Regions from separate parts of the Arachis hypogaea genome. Here region 2 is linked to region 1. A link is a contact called in public Hi-C data. All regions are on one chromosome and are shown on one strand. The core of a region is the stretch at or near the end of the contact, and the rest is flanking DNA. Distances in the headings are between cores, read along the strand shown. Region 1 has its middle 7.3 kb from the start of LOC140174504. Region 2 holds the start of LOC112703318 (auxin-responsive protein IAA9).

What was found. Hi-C and Micro-C count contacts between places; a contact is called where the count stands out from the background.
Region 2: a contact with region 1 is called in a Hi-C map of leaf, with 2.7 times the contacts expected there. The contact joins the promoter of LOC112703318 here to the enhancer-like site in region 1. A contact is called at or near these places in 2 of 8 Hi-C or Micro-C datasets (both in leaf).

The regions. Positions count from the first base shown.
Region 1 is chr7:67,023,535-67,026,924 of arahy.Tifrunner.gnm2.J5K5, reverse strand. No RefSeq gene overlaps it. Among protein-coding and RNA genes, the nearest start is that of LOC140174504, 7.3 kb to the right of the region's middle. Within about 2 kb of position 1,549, at least 3 of the 3 cell types and tissues checked have open chromatin away from gene starts, as enhancers often do.
Region 2 is chr7:67,123,731-67,127,120 of arahy.Tifrunner.gnm2.J5K5, reverse strand. It overlaps LOC112703318 (auxin-responsive protein IAA9), which reads right to left and starts at 1,589. Exons shown (of 7, transcript XM_025754719.2): 1 at 1,376-1,589; 2 at 214-662. The coding sequence starts at 627.

The DNA.
Region 1 (3,390 bases), core at 300-2,799:
GCCTCTGCCACCACCTCTCGCTGGCTTTTGTCACGGTGCCATGCTACTCGCCCCCTTCCCAACTTAGTCTCTCCTCTTTGTCTTTTCTCTTGTATGGATTCTTTTTTTCCAATTTTTTTGCTGCAATTGAGTCTGTTCTGTCACTGGCTGCATACAATTTTGAACTTGATAAATGGATTTTGTGGTTTAAGTGAAAGATGACTTTGAATCGAGTTGGTTGAAATTGTGTGTATTGATGAGTAATGAGAATGTTTAGTTAATTCATATGTGAAAATTGATGGTTAGTTGTGTATGAAGAAAAACAAAATGAGATAATGGAGGAATTAATTTGTGATTAGAGAGGCAGAAGGAGACAAAGAGGAGACAAGAGAAGAGGGAGATGCAAAGAGATATAGAGAGGAGACAAGAGTATAAGAGATTAGGTTGGGGAAGGGGGCGTGCGGCGCGGACGGCGTCGTGACGGAGGCTGGCGAGAAGCGGCAACAGAGAGAAAGAAGAAGGGAAGGGGGCTCGGGTTGGGGAAGGGGAAGGGGAGGCTCGGATTTTTTTCTATAAATATAAAACGACATCGTTTCAATGTTCCAATAAACGGAAAGCGCATTAGGAGCTAGTATGAGTCCCAAAGTGCAAGTTCGGATGCAAAATTGAGTAACTATTAACTTCAATGACCACTTTAAAATTCGAGTACAACTTTAGAAACTATTTTAAGACTTAACTCATTATATAATACTAAAAGTACGGATATCAATTTTTCTTTCTTTCTTTTGACATAGTTGTTATAAAAGTTGTTGACATATTATTTCTTTTAGTTTTACATCTTATTATAATATTTAGTAACAAAAATTTGAATGAATGTTATGATTGTTACCTTTGATCCTAAATATATTTCTAATATTAAATAAGTGAGAGTTTTTAGATTAAAATATGAGATTTTAAATACAAAGTAAATACCGTAAAATAAAAATTTTAAAGAATTTTGAATAAATAAAATTCTAAACAAATATTCCTGAAAAAATTAGTTTTTCAAAATATTAAATATATTAATCAATAATAAAAAAAATGAAAAAATTAGTTTTTTGAAAAAAATAATCGATCATTTAATTCGTATAAAAATATTTTAATAAAAATTAATTATAAAAAGTTAAAAATGAAGAAATTAATTATTTTAATATATTAAAAACTAATATTGATAATATTTGAAAAATTGAGAATTAATTTAAATATTTTTTTAAAAATAACTTATACTAATGTAAAGTATTTTTTATTTTTTATTTTTTATTTTTTATTTTTTATTTTTTATTTTTTAAATGGATGAGGGGGGACATGGGAAAACAGAGTAAAGCGAAATGATGTGTTGGGCGACAAGAAAGCGGCTTTTAATTTTGGATTGCCGGGTTCAGAACGCGACAGGTAACCTCCCTCACTAATATGAACACACATGCTACGCGCCGAAGTAATGCGCGTTACTACACGGGCGAACTGCGTTGGTGGGAGCCTGGGAGGACAGGAGGTACTTTTTAAAGTTCTGGTGAAGGGAAGCGGGTCCCACAGGCCATGGCTTTCAAAAGCGATGATAGTGTCGCTTTTTTATGTGAAAGTGAAATGCACGCGTGTGGAGTTGGACAGTGATTTTAGTTCGTTTAAATAATTAAATCGTCCATGGATACAATTGTTTTCTTTTTCAGTTTGGGTCTATTTATTTTCATTCAGAAATGGGCTTGCTCTTTGTTGTTTTTCCTTTTCAATAAAAAGTAGTAGAATTAAAATTTCCTGCCATCACAAAATGGGGCACGCATCAAACCGTAATAAAAACATATTTTCTGGTATAATTTTCTTTTTTTTTTAAATTAGGAGTGAGATTCGAATTTAAAATTTTTAAGTAAAAATAAAAAATTATACTATTTAAACTATAATTTATTGCCTTCTAATCTAATTTTCTTAAAATGCTGGCAAAACTCGAATTTTATTTCCTCGTTATACATGCCGCGATTGTTTGTTTTTTTGAAAATATTTGTCTGCCATTTTTTTTAGTTCTCCTCGTATACTTTTCAAGGAAATTAATGTCAAGAAATTATTACTTTTAGTAATAAAAAAATTAATTAGTATTATCTCAAATACAAGATACATATAAAAAAAAGTCACTTAATATCTTTTAATTAAATAAAATGAATTAACTAAAAATATATGTGATATCATTTTATTCTTGAATGATTAGGGTGATATTAAGGAGGTTAATAAATTTGTAGGAAATAAAATATCTAACTAAATGGATATTGCATGCATCTTCTTAAAAAAAAGTAAGGTGTATTTGGATGGGGTATTTTTACGTAAATAAAACAATTGGTAACAGTGATAACGTGTTTGTCCTAAACAAATTTGGTTATATATTTATCCTTTTTTTTATATGTATTTCATGGTAAGGTAAGGTGATTTACCATTCCACGTAAATTTTGTTAGAGAATCGTTATATCTTATCACGATTAACTAGAGAAAATACAATAAAGTACTAAATTATTGCAACTTACGACTTATTTTGAGACATGATGGTGATAAAACAGTTGAATGATTTAGTAAGGCAACAGTAGGTGCAACGATTTAATAGTCCAATGATGTCCACATAAGAGTTCAATTTGATGAGTATGTTAGTTATAAAATTGCCAATACAATTTCTGGTAGTTTTTTGGTTCTTAACACCACCATAAAACCAAAACTAAGAAAACTAGAGATGGAATAATTAAGTTTCAGCGGTAAGAATCAAACTAGTATCTTTATCCAATCATCAACTAGTTTTGCAAAATTATAAAATACTATACTATAAGAATATGAAAGAAACTGCATGGCTCAATTATTGTATAAAGTCCCAATTACTCTTTGATTATTTTGTGATATAAAAGGATGATGAAATGCAAATATTATTTTATTATCGTGATGTAGTTGTATGCTTAGCTTAGCTTGAAGATATATGGTAACCAGCTAGCTCTGAAGAATTTGTTGGTATCGGGGAGTTTTCAGTTCATCAATACCCGTGGTTGCACCCAATGTATGGCATTGGTGACTTCTCCTTCTTTTACAACAACAATGCGATGGTCAGAACTAATGCGGCTATGTAAATAAAGGTCTTGCAAAATGCAATAGAGGTAACTTATGGGAGAGTTTGGTTAGCAATACATAAGACAATTGCACAAATTATGTGTTAGTTCTTTCATATCTTAAACTTGAATTTTGATTATATAATCTAATAATTTTATTAAAGTGTTATCTAATATTTGTTTAAGTGTGCAATTTTTTCACTACAAAAAAAACATAGTCTTATAGGAATTTTATAACAGAGGTTTTAAAAAATTCCCTCAAATTAGATAAGAAAATCAGATTTTTTCTTCCGTGCTTTTG
Region 2 (3,390 bases), core at 340-2,839, 100 kb before region 1:
TTTTCAAAGTATTTTTCACTTTGCAAATTTGGTTAATCCATTACCCAATTTATCTTTATACAAAGGTGGTTACTTTCACAAAGAGATTTTCATGTGAAGATGATATTATAAACCATTAGATGGTTGACATGTTTGACTAAACATATTGAATTGTTAATCTAAAAAATTTCTCAAAGTGATAGATATTTTGGAATGAATGGAATACGTTTTTACCTCAGAGAACCCAGTCATTGCATCCGAAAACCCTCTTTTGTTGCCCAAAAGAGCAGGCTTCGACGAGGAATGATGATCATCAGCTACAGGACGCAAAGGAAACAAAGGTTTCTCATCAAATTGAGTAGAACTCCTCAAGCAAAGATCTGAGTCTCTTTCAGGAGACTGAGATCCCGGAAGCCCCAACCTCAGCTCAGTAGCTTTGAGGTTCAGATTGCTTTTAGTCTCATCAGAGAATGAGGGAACTGAGCTATCCACAGAAGAACAATCAGACAATCCCATGTAGTTTCGCTCCTTCAGTTTCGAGCTGTTCAGACAATTCACACTTTCCATGGTGGATGAGGAAGAAACCAACAGAGTCACATGGCTCTGCTGACCTTCCTCATCCCCCACCACGCCGAGTAGCGGAGACATAGCAGTTCAATAGAGAATCTCCCAATTTTGAATACCTTATCATCAAAACAATAACACAAACATCTGTCATGCGTTGCTTACACACTGAGGAATCTTCAAACACACAGAAAATTGGACAAAGCAATAAATAAATAAACAATTAACATTGTAAACATAGCTGGCCACACTTGATTCATAAGCAACCTCAACAAATTATAATTCATTGATTTGAGTAACTTCATTAACCTATTGAAGCATACTATTGTTCACAATTTTTTTTTCCAATGTTTCTTATGCTTTCAGCCTAAGAAGCATGAAATTAGCATCAATCACCAAGTATGTCATGCTTTATGACTTGTTCATGATTTTTTTTTTTAAGTTTAATAACATAAATCTAGCCTCAGGGTTTTAAGAGAAAGACCTCAGAAGCAACCCAAACACTGAAGAATCAACAATGTATGTGAGACTGTTAAGTATATTAGAGCAATCCCTTAAATAATGAAAATAAAAATAATAATTATTAGTCAATAATAAAAGAAATACTTGATGGCTATGCTTGTGTTTGTGTTTGTTAGTGCAGTGAAGGAATTTTGAGAAAAATGGAAGACATTGATCGAAAGTTTTTATAGGAAAACCGAATAAAGATAAAAAGAGAGGCTACAAAAGTTGAAAGCAAAAGGAGGCAGAAGAAGGAGACATAATTTGCTTGGAAGCAAAAAAATAAATAAATAAATAAACACTTTGTGTGCTGAAGATGTTAACGTTTTACCTGAAGAATCAGCAGATCAAAGGAGAAGAAGAAAGGGTGAAGAAGAAGAAGGAGGAGAAGGTGAAGAGTGTGATTGAGAGAGAGAGAGAGAGAGAGAGAGAGAGAGAGAGAAGAGAACTAAGGACCCTCCATTTTGGCACAAAGTAACAAAAGCTTCTTTGTTTGTTCGATGTGAAACACCATGCATTAAAATATATAATGTAATAATAATATAATAATCAATAAATATGACTTCAATTTATTAATATAAATAACAATTATTTGATGTGTATACTAAAATTAACAATCAAAGTCAATTATCAATATAAAATACATATTAGAATATAAATATACATTAAAATAAATTAAATTATATATATTTATACATAAATATATTAATGGCTGATTTTAGTAATTAATTTAATATACGAATAATATTTTTGTATAATAAATAAATAAGAGACTAAGAGAGTGCCTCAAACAAATAAAAAATAATTTTTGCAAGAAGAGTTGTTTGCTATTTAAAGAGACTTTCTTTTAGCATAAAACTCGGGATAAAAAGATATTATATGTGAGATAGACTGTGTAGAAACTTTTACTATTGTCAATAATTTACAGGATTGCTCTAGATTTATTGATCTTTTAGTGTTCAAAATCCGAGATATTGGAAACGGCGTGCTGATTCCGGTTGATTTTGAGAGATATAAATACAATAGCAAATATCATGATAAAAACTGCAATGAGGACTCTTTCTTTTCAAGTAGAACTTCCATTATCTTAAAAAGATTTTAAAAATAGTATTCAAAGAGAATTATCTTTCTTAAGCAGTTTTTTATTTATTTTATCTTTTTTAGTTGTTGTTTATTTTTTTTTTAAAGTCACAAAAAAACAAATAAAAAGTAGGGCAAAACACATAAGTAAACCATAGCTAGGTCAATATTACATGAATCAGCCAAATCAAAAATTGGTTCATCAATCAACCAAAGGAGATTTCTATATAATTTGAACCAATTTGGTTCGAACTCAATCTCCATGTGATTCGAACCAATTAGGTTCGAATTACACCTTGTAAAGGTTTGCCAAATAATTCGAACCAATTGGGTTCGAACTTTTACATATAATTCGAACCAATTAGATTCGAATTAGTGTGAAGAATTAGCCAGCAAGTAATTCGAACTAAGATGGTTCGAATTACTAAGAATTCGTTCCGCACAGCAATTTAAGTTACGAACATAGTTTCTGCATCATGGTTTAATAAAACTCGCAGAGTTATTTATTCTGGTGTGCATTAGACATACATTTCGTTTAAAACTGCGGAGAAAGAACATATTCATTAACTAAATTCCCATTCAAAGTACATCACACTAACGTTAACAAATTCTATCAGTTAGCAACTACAAGTAAGAAAACCGATAATAGTGGAATCTAAATGCGAAATTGAAACAACGAAAGTACCAACTCCACCAAAACACCTAATCATGCCCCCGTGTGTGCTCTGCTCTTCCGAGCTGTGGACAACTTCGACGTGTGTGGCTCGGCTGCTGACAAAGCCCACACCTCTTTGGCCGGTTCGGATCTGCCTAGTCCATATTGGTCTGTATCCTAGTGGACCTCGGCCGACCCTCTCTCGCACGCCTCTTATTGGGGTCAGGGATGACAGTCGGCCCGTCATATGGTGGCCAGAAACCCTCCGGAATGGGAGGTGTGAAACCCATCCGATACACACTGAAGACCGAACTAAGACGATACACGTAGTGGACGTAAGGCTCCCATGTAAGCCGTGAGTAGGCACAGCATGTCAGTGCGTGGGGACACGGGAAATGAAGAGCCTGGAAGTATTCACAGTCACATGTTTGATATGCAAGCGAGACTCTGTAGCTACCTAGTGAGAAAGAACCAGTCGGAGTTGTCTCTACGACGGTGAACTCGGAGTTATCTCTGTCGTACACAGTAACGGTGAAGCACCTAGCCGTCTTCAAGTTGGCCTCTATACACTTCACCAAGTGCTGACTAAATTGTTGTCCGGTTTTCATCTG